2 separate regions of the Pan troglodytes genome follow, and region 2 is linked to region 1. The links are chromatin contacts, called in public Hi-C maps. All regions are on one chromosome and are shown on one strand. The core of a region is the stretch at or near the end of the contact, and the rest is flanking DNA. Distances in the headings are between cores, read along the strand shown.

Region 1 (4,624 bases), core at 992-3,491:
AGAGAATATGAACCTAATCTTAAATGACAAAAGAATTTCGTTGCCTAGGAATGCAGTGGCGGTGTAGGTGTGGGGGAAATTGCGAGAAGCCTTTCATTTCCTCCACTAAAAATAAAGCATCCCTTTACTTTCCCATAGGATATTCAACATACTTGGGAAACTCACGATATTATACCTTGGGCCCCATCAATATTGTCTATTGCTACCGAAGATGCAAAGGTTCTACAGGACTGTCTACCACAAAATGGGATCAGACTAAATTTTCTTAGTGAATGCTGAATGAATAAGTGATACGAGAATGAAAATTCTTTAGGGTGACTTCTGGGCATGAACTTTGTTCAATGTGGTTATACTAACCCCCGGGACCAAGAGCAGTGGCTATAAAAGCCCATGTTCCTAGGTCAAGAGCCTTTACATGTGAGGAAGTGAAGGTGCTTACAACTGAGGTAGATATTCTATTTTAAGGAGGTAAGGGGAGCAGTAATGACCAACCACTATACATTCTTGGGCAGCGCTTTTCTACATCTCAGCCAAAGTTCTATTTCCTGCCAAATTGGGGACTAAAACATTTTCTACTCAGGCCTATTCTATTTTCTTCAAGTTCACTCTTAAACTCTTCTCAGAATCATCAGACAAGAACTGTATACATACTGTAAAGCTCATGAAGCTTAAGCATCAGGGTTGCTTACTTACACAGTTCCTGTAACAAGGAGGCATTTTGAAATAAGCATTTCTGGCAAACTGCGTAAAGAAATCACTACAGAAAGGGACCTAATCTCCAAGACTCCCATAGTTTTGTTGTGATTCACTCATTCTGAATATTCACTTTCATATCTAATTTTGAAGTATTTTTCTTGAAAGGGGAATCTCCTCTCCCAAACTGAATGAGGAGGAAGCGAAGCTAATTCCCAAAGATTAATAAAGAAAAAGGTAAATGTAGAGCAAAAAGGTACTTAGAACTTTCATAAAACATCTCCTAACATTCCCCTTCCCCCCGCCAACCCCTCCATCCCCCGCCCAAAAAAGATCCATCTTTAGAAAACAGAGGATGTCAAAGATCCAAAAAAAACAATGTGGAACGCCACCCTTGGTTTTTAAAGAGGGGTGGTGGTGGTGAAAAGGTGAGATAAACTCGGACAAATCAGAGGGGCTGAAAGACAAGGGAGGAACGTCCTTGGCTGCTCTGTTTAAACCAAGGCAAGATCCTCCCTGGGAACACCAGGTTTCTATCACAGACCGGGTCCTGGGACACCTAGTGAAACAAACGCACAGGGGTCCGCTCTCCAGGTGGTAGGTGCAATCTCCCAGCTTGTCCCTTCCTATTTTGCAGAGCACACGACTTGCCCTAGAGCCATGGCTGGGAAAAGGTGGAAGGGCGAGACCAGGCAGTAATGAGTGGGGAGAGAGAAGGGGAGGAGTAGGGTGGGAGGGAACGACAGAGACGCTCCAGAAGGGGCACACGGTGAGAATGCGCAAGACGGTGTTTTACAACCTTAGATCTCCCTCCCCCAAAGTAATAAATAGCCAGGGTCTAGGTGAGGTGAAGTGCAATAAGAAAAAGTAAATATGGAACATGAGATGTCTGTTTTACTCAGCCTTTGCATGTGTCAGACTGAAATTTCAGAAAACGTCACCAAACTTCCAAAAAGCATCCCCAGTAAGAAAGACGGACTTGAGACCCGGTGAAGAAAACCAAGGGGGTAAGGGTAAAGGAGCCCCTGAATTCCGCAGTGAGGCGATGAGTGCTGGTGGCTAGCAAAGGGAGCGGGGCTGAGACACGCTCGGGGAGTCCTGTAAGGGGAGGAAAGTCCACCCGGCCAGCTTCTCCCCTGCTGCCCGCCTGCGTCACACAACTCAGAGCGCGCACCCGGGGTCCGCGGCGTACCCGCAGCGCCCGCCCGCGTCCTCTCGCTCGTCCGCGCCTGCCTCGCCGGGCGCGCCCCTAGCCCCTGCCGGACCCTGGACGGCAACTAGCCGGCGCCCGCGCGGGCGACCCCAGCCCGGAGCCACCACCGCCGCGGCCGAAGCGAGCGCCACCTCCTCACACTCACCACGGCGCTCCATCCCGCGTCCCGGACGCGGACGGCCGCCCCACACCTACGGCCGCCGCCACCGCCGAGGGCTGGAGCTCGCCGCCCCCATCCCCCACGGCCCGCAGACGCCCGGCCAAGTGGCAGCCGCAGCCACAGACACCACCACCACCACAGCGGCCGCCGCCTTTGCAGCTACCGCCACGGCTGCGCCGGCCGCCTGCCCCGCCCCTTGGAGCCCAGCCCATTGGCCTGGCCCGCGCTCCCGGGGGGCGGGGTCGGCGACCGCGGCAGGTTGGGGCCGGCGACCGCGGCAGGTTGGGGCGGCTGCTCGCTCGCGCGCAGAACGCGGCGGTCAGCTGCGCCCGGCCTGAAGTTGTCCCAACCGCGGCCGCGTCGGTCGCCCTTTTGACTTGCAGCAGGGCGGGCAGAGCGACTTAGAGGAAAAGTGACTTTTTGTACCCTCCTGCAGGGAGCAGGTTCTCTGTCCTTGTTTAATTAGACATTTCTCAGGTGGGCACTTTGAATTCCTTCCAGTCAAGACTCAGGTGTTCAACTTGTTTTGTCGGCCGTCTTCCTCCACCCTTCTTCTTCCATTCAAAACAAAAGTACGTTTTGTGCTTAACTTTAAAACTCCCCCCACTCTTTTCTGTCTTCAACTGATTGTCACTTTCAGCAAACCAAATAAATTACTCAAAACATCAGCTATTATACAGTCCCCGACACATGGCAGGTGCTCAGTAGATGCTAGTTGATTGCATGTCCCCTAACCACGCTACCTGCTTCTTACCATTAAGTGCTCCTTGAGTCATGGGACTGATCAACACGGTGGAGGAAGCCGCAACCAAAATAAAACATTTATCTAGATGTTGGATCACACATCATATCATGTTTGGAGGAAAACAAAACACTGCATTTATATATAATATATATTAGTAACACTTACCAACTCTACTAAGAATACCTTTCCTGTCACCTGTGCTGACACATAAGCACTCCATGAATATTAGCTGATTAATGGGTAAAATTATGGAAAGGGAATTTGGAAAAATCACTTAATGGCATCTTCCCTTTAAATATTTTTCAAAAAGATTAAATATCTGTCATATTCTTCACCCTTCTTCGTTAGGAGAAATATATTTGAAAACATTGTCAAAGGAAGATGTTTTTGTTTTGTTTTGTTTTGTTTTAGAGAGAGGGCCTTGCTCTGTGCTCAGGCTGGAGTGCAGTGGCACAGTCATAGCTCACTGAAGCCTTGAACTCCTGGACTGAAGGAATACTCTCATCTCAGCCTCCTGAGTAGCTGGGACTACAGGCTCGTGTCACCACATCCAGCTCTGTTGTTTATTTTTATGTTTTGTAGAGATGGAGTCTTCGCCATGTTGCCCAGGCTGGTCTCAAACTCCTGGCCTCAAGGGATCCTCCTGCCTCATCCTCCCAAAGTGCTGGGATTAGAGGCATGAGCTACCACACCTGGGTCATTTTTATAAGTAAATATGATTATTAACTGAGAAAGGGTGAATGTCAAACATCTGCTAAGTGGGATAAATGGCTGTGTTTGGCAAAGAAACTAAAAAATAAGGGGCAATATCTCCACCAAATCCTCTGACACTGACTCAGCATGTGCCCTGAATCATCTTATAAGCCAACTAGGTTTTTTACCTATAAATATTTCTTCACTAAAGTGGCTCATGATCATGGTTTTGGAGGACGAGGACTAACAGACACACAAACAAGAAATCAAAGGCATAACTGGATAGTGCATTAATAATGAAGCATGTATGACAGATGATGTGGTATTGTTATTTTATAATTACAGTATATATTAACACATATCCACTCTGCTTATTGAAATATTTTTCATTCCTTCCATGATAGAGAATCCTGCCTCTGCTCTGAAGCCTTTCTGTTCGCTCCAGTGAAAATTAGTCATCCACCGGGCGCGGTGGCTCACGCCTGCAATCCCAGCACTTTGGGAGGCCGAGGTGGGTGGATCACTTGAGGTCGGGAGTTCAAGACCAGCCTAACCAGCATGGAGAAACCCCATCTCTAGTAAAAATACAAAAAATTAGCCAGGTGTGGTGGCGCATGCCTGTAGTCCCAGCTCTTGGGAGGCGGAGGCAAGAGAATCGCTTGAACCCAGGAGGCAGAGGTTGTGGCGAGCTGAGATTGTGCCATTGCACTCTAGCCTGGGCAACAAGAGTGAAACTCCATCTCAAAAAAAAAAAAAAGAAAGAAAATTAGTCATCCTATTTGACATCATATTGTACATAGGATACTATTCTTGTGGCACTTATGGTTTTGGTGCCATGGTTTTTGGCAGTGTTTATGCTAATTAGATTGAAAGTTCCACAGTACTACATTAGTTAGGTCTGTATCTAATACAGAATGGGCCCCCACTAAGAATTTTCTGGAGGGATGTTGAGGGCATGAATGGTAGGCCCAGAAGTAAAAATTCTTCCAGTGTGATTTTTTTTTTAAATCACAAACTGCACTCAACTTGGTTGTATCTAGTAGAACCAAATATGATGGTCACAAAAACCTCATGTCTAAAGCAAAGCCTATCCCAGATATCCTGTTCCCTGAGGTGAAGG
Region 2 (4,624 bases), core at 668-3,167, 200 kb before region 1:
GAAGGAGTCTTGGAGGAAAAAAAATGAACATGATGTAAACATAATGCCTAATTACATGGCCCCAGGGCTCTTTCTCCAGGCCCTTGTATTCTGCCTATAACATCACCTGCCCCTGTGGCTTCGGCTATCACCGTTGCAAGGAAGACTCCAGAATAATAATAGTAATACTAGCATCAAACGTTTATACAGCACCTCCTATATGCCAGGCACTGCTTCGACTGCTTTACACAAATTACCTCAATATACTCTTATAATGGTCCTAAGGGGTAGACATTTATTAGGCTCATTTCCATAGTCCAGGGAACCTTAGACACAGAGACATCAAGCGTCCTATTAAGGACACATAGGCATGAGTGGCAGAGTTGGGATTTGAACCCAGAGCCCATGCTTGTTAGAATGCACTGTCTATAGGGAGAGTTGGCCCCAAGCCCAACCTTGGTCCTAGGCCCTCATTGCCAACAGTCCACGGGGCATTTCCTCATGAATTTCTAGAAGCGGCTTAGGTTCTTCATCTTCCCAAAACAACGTCTGCCTTCAGATTCTCCCATGACCTTTTCTGGACCGCCATTCTCTTAGTCACCTTGGCTTGAATCTTTGAGTTGACTTTGACTAAGGCTTCTTGCTCCTCAGAACTCCCAGAGTTTTCCAATAGGTGGGTAGGGCAGTCCATGCTTCCTCATCACCATCCCTCAAACCCCACTCCCCTCCTTCTTCCTCCCATGCCCCCTCCAGTGCAGACCCTCACCGAGTGCTCTCACTTCTCCCTGACCTCCCATCTCTCCCTGCTTCATTTCACCTTATATGGCACAGCTTAATTTGTCATCTTAATACTGTAGCTCTAAGCATTTTTTTCCCTAGGGGGAAAAAGTCCACTGTTTCTTCTATCCGTGCCTCCTGGCCTTGCCTGCAACTGAGGTGGAACCAGTCCCCAGCCTCCTGATTTCGGCTTAGACTTTCCACTGTGGGAGGAGGATCTTGCCAGAGGCACGGTGTACTGCAGTCTAACTCTGGGAGGGGCTGCAGGTCTCTGGCTTTAGTTTTATGAAATGGCCCCTGGGGTGGGCTGGAGGGATAAAGGCCAGACCCTCTCCTGCCCTGTCAGGCAGAGCCCAGGGGCTGTGCTGCCTGTCTAAACCCAGAGCATTTTGGCCACAGAGAAATGCGTATGCTTAGGGAATGTAAAGCCTTGGGAGAAATACAGAACTAGTTTAAGAGAGAAGATGAGGGCGGCAAAAGCCAGGAAAACAAAACTTGTAAATCTGGGTCGTCAGTTTAGGGATTATTAGGTAACTTCCACTGTCAGGAAAGGCTTCTGATGGTTTCAATGAATGGCCTTCTAGATTTGTAAGCCGTAAGTGAAGTGTAGTCAGCTCCCCTGGAGTCTCTTTCCCCCTGGACACAGAAGCATTTATTTTTGTCTTTCCTTATAGCTCATATCCGCTTTAAGTCCCAGTGACCAAAGTTATTGTTCTTGCTAAATCCTCGGAAGTCAGCACATTTGTGCAACTCACTTGGGATTTGCCTAACAAGGGCACAGGCACACTACATAGTCGGTATTTGCTTTCTCCAGGAAATATGCGCTAATGTCTGGGCTGAACCATTCATTCCACACACATGCAGATGGACCTCTGAGAAGGGATCTTGTTTAACACTTGTCCACAGAGAGAGTCAGTTTCCTAGGCTTCTTTCCACCCTTGCCATGAGATGTTTTGCTCTGGCCCTCTGCAGTGCTTAGAGCCTTTTCCTCGCCTCTGCTGTGTATTCTTTATCGGGGTTTTACCGTGTATTCCTTCTGGGTGCTCTGGATCCTCCGTTTCCTCTGTTAGGGGCTCGGTCTTTTCCAGGGCTCTTTCTTCTCTGGTTGAACACCCTGCACCAATCAGAAGCCAGTGTTACTCTACCACCGGGAGCTGAGAACCAGCAAAGGCAGGAAAGGAGGGGAGAGGTACAGGGAGCAAATGAGTTTCCTAGCCAGCCTCTGACCTGCTCTAGGACTGTGAGGTACTCAAGCCTGATCACACAATCTTTGCCAGAGGAAGATTTATAACAGGAGCTTCAGACTTGGAGAGTTTCCCCTCCTCCTCTCAATGTGCCAGGAGGAGCCCACAGTTTCAGAAACTGTGATTTAAAAAAAATTAAGAAAACCAGGTTTGAATTTGAAATGAGTTAATTTTCTTTAGCCCACCACTGGCACATTTTACTCCAATCCAAAACATGTGAAAGTCATGGCGAACCTTGAGTAAAAGTGTATTCAGGGGCCGGATGTGGTGGCTCACGCCTGTAATCCCAGCACTTTGGGAGGCCAAGGCAGGCGTATCATGAGGTCAGGAGTTCGAGACCAGTCTGACCAACATGGTGAAACCCCGTATCTACTAAAAATACAAAAATTAGCCGGGTGGGGTGGCGCTCACCTGTAGTCCCAGCTACTCAGGAGGCTGAGGCAGGAGAATCGCTTGAACCCGGGAGGCGGAGGTTGCAGTGAGCCGAGATAGCGCCACTGCACTCCAGCCTGGGCGACAGAGTGAGACTCTGTCTCAAAAAACAAAAACAAAAACAAAGTCTATTCAAAGTGCTATGACGGGCAGCCAGCTTAAACTACAGCTTGAGTATATGGTTTACCTGAGAAATTCACCTAGATGGGCATTTAAGTATCTTGGAATTAACACCAGGGTTGAGCCTGGTGATGGTATTAATACAAGCCTGGACAAATTGTGAAGTGCGGTATAAACACACGCATTGAACACACACACACACACACACACATACACACACACACAAACAGACACTTTTTGGCAAACTTGCCATTTGGTTTAAAAAGACATCAGGACATCCTGGAAGGGGAAGAGAAGCAGAAGGGCCAGTCTGCCAGAGAGGAAGACAGGGGCAGGAGGAAACCACTGTCACCAGGCATCCAAGGGCTCTCGGCCTCAAGTGCACATACAGGAGCAGGGCGAGATTTCTCAATGCAACAGCCACCCAGGGCCCCTCTGTCCCCCGCCCTCTGAAAATGTGCAGGATGTGTGCTGGAGCAGCAGGTAGTGGGCCTGCTGGTCAGGGACCTGCTGCCTCTAGTACTGTTCTTCTATTTCTGCTTCCTGAAGGACTTTTGATTCTATGCCCCACAGTTCCTTTGATCACTTTACTAGCTATCAAACTGCACAAATAGGTAATGAAATAGCAAGAGGAAACATCCTCCTGAAGAGTTTAATCACTGGAATGAGTTTCCTGCCAGGCAATGTATGTGCACGTTCCAGATTTTGTCCCAGGTGACCAATAGGGGAAGATACTGGATGTCTCCTGGGCTCCATTTTTTATTTTTTAATCTGTGAAAGGAGGGAGGTTGGGTGGAGACACTCAGCTCTTTTCTGGTTTCAGAGAGTTTTAGAAATCCATTTCAGTCCAGCCTATGAGACAGGTGAAAAATATTTGCCTTCCGTTGGCAAACATATTTGTGATTCACTTTTGAAGGAGCATATTTTCCTTATGATTTTTTTTCTTAAGAGGCAGAGTATCTGTTGGGATTGTAGAGAAAAATAAAATGCCCACAAGCCCTGTGTTGAAATTTTTCATTTATTATATAATTTTATTATAGTAAAAAATTAACAAGTTTACAGGTAGACAAGTCAATACAATGAAAAAATCCTGAGTTGTTAAAGTGTTGTTTGTTTGACCCAGTGAAAACAAAAGCAAAAAACAAAAGAAAAAAAGAAAAAAAAAACCCTGGCCAAGCCCTTTAAAGGCCCTGGACTAATCCCCCAGAGAAAACAAACATCCATCTCAGTGCTTGCAGGATAAGTCCTGGCCCAGGCCCAATAATACAAAGTAAAGAATAGGTAGGTGAGCAACAAACAGATGGGAGAGTGCTTCAGCTCTAGGGGAGTCCCCCGCTTACACCCTGGAATTTCTTTGCTTTCTCAGACCTCACAAAAGAGTCTGTGCTTTTCCCTGCTTCTAGAACTTTCTCTAGCTAGGCCTCCTGTTTGGTTCAGTAGTAAAGGTGCCTTTTACCTAAGATGTGTTGTGGGCAAATGCCCTTTCAGCCTTCTTCCCCACCCCTAAGAAAGATCAACACCAGGAGAATCTGAGGTATTGCCTTGAAGATAACAGCTCTGCCTCAGCCCCAGGAGGAGTCTTCATCTTGGGAGAATAAACTAATTTATATTTTGAAAAGGCAGAGAAGAATAAAAAGGCACAAGGAAGGCAATGGGAGATGAATGCAAAGGTTCCTTCATGATTCCCTGGATTTCTGCTTTATACTGAAAAGCTGCAAAAGTTCTTTGAACCTTGAAGTGGCTTGGCCTTTTTTAAATAGGGCAATTTAGTCTACTGGACAAGGTGTACAGGACCCAGGGCTTCATCCATGATCAGCCATTCATGATCACACAGGGCCCAGCAACTTGTGAAAGGTGGTCCCCCAGACGCTGCAATGCCCATCAAGGGGCAGAGCCCCAGGAGGCAGCTGACTCATCAGGAATCACACCGTTTACATAGAGGGCCACCTCTGTGATCCATATACATCTTGCACAGAGCCCAAGGAGTTGATTTCAAACATTAAGATTTGTGTTTTAAAGGACTCACCTTCACCACCAAGCCAATATGACTCTTGTAGAAGAAAGTACCAAGG

The links. Hi-C and Micro-C count contacts between places; a contact is called where the count stands out from the background.
Region 2: a contact with region 1 is called in a Hi-C map of induced pluripotent stem cells, with 1.8 times the contacts expected there. The contact joins the enhancer-like site here to the promoter of ARHGAP29 in region 1. A contact is called at or near these places in 2 of 7 Hi-C or Micro-C datasets (induced pluripotent stem cells and stem cell-derived neural progenitor cells) and 1 of 1 datasets of contacts at active chromatin or transcription factors (stem cell-derived excitatory neurons).

What each region holds. Positions count from the first base shown.
Region 1 is chr1:136,929,989-136,934,612 of NHGRI_mPanTro3-v2.0_pri, reverse strand. ARHGAP29 (Rho GTPase activating protein 29) reads right to left here and starts at 2,241. Exons shown (of 24, transcript XM_054668034.2): 1 at 2,052-2,241.
Region 2 is chr1:137,128,429-137,133,052 of NHGRI_mPanTro3-v2.0_pri, reverse strand. ABCA4 (ATP binding cassette subfamily A member 4) reads right to left here. Exons shown (of 50, transcript XM_054668016.2): 17 at 4,579-4,624; 18 at 1,781-1,870; 19 at 1-8. Among named protein-coding and RNA genes, the nearest start is that of ABCA4, 72 kb to the right of the region's middle. Within about 2 kb of position 1,917, at least 6 of the 24 cell types and tissues checked have an H3K27ac peak or open chromatin away from gene starts, as enhancers often do. A contact at or near this core is called in induced pluripotent stem cells, where this site is marked.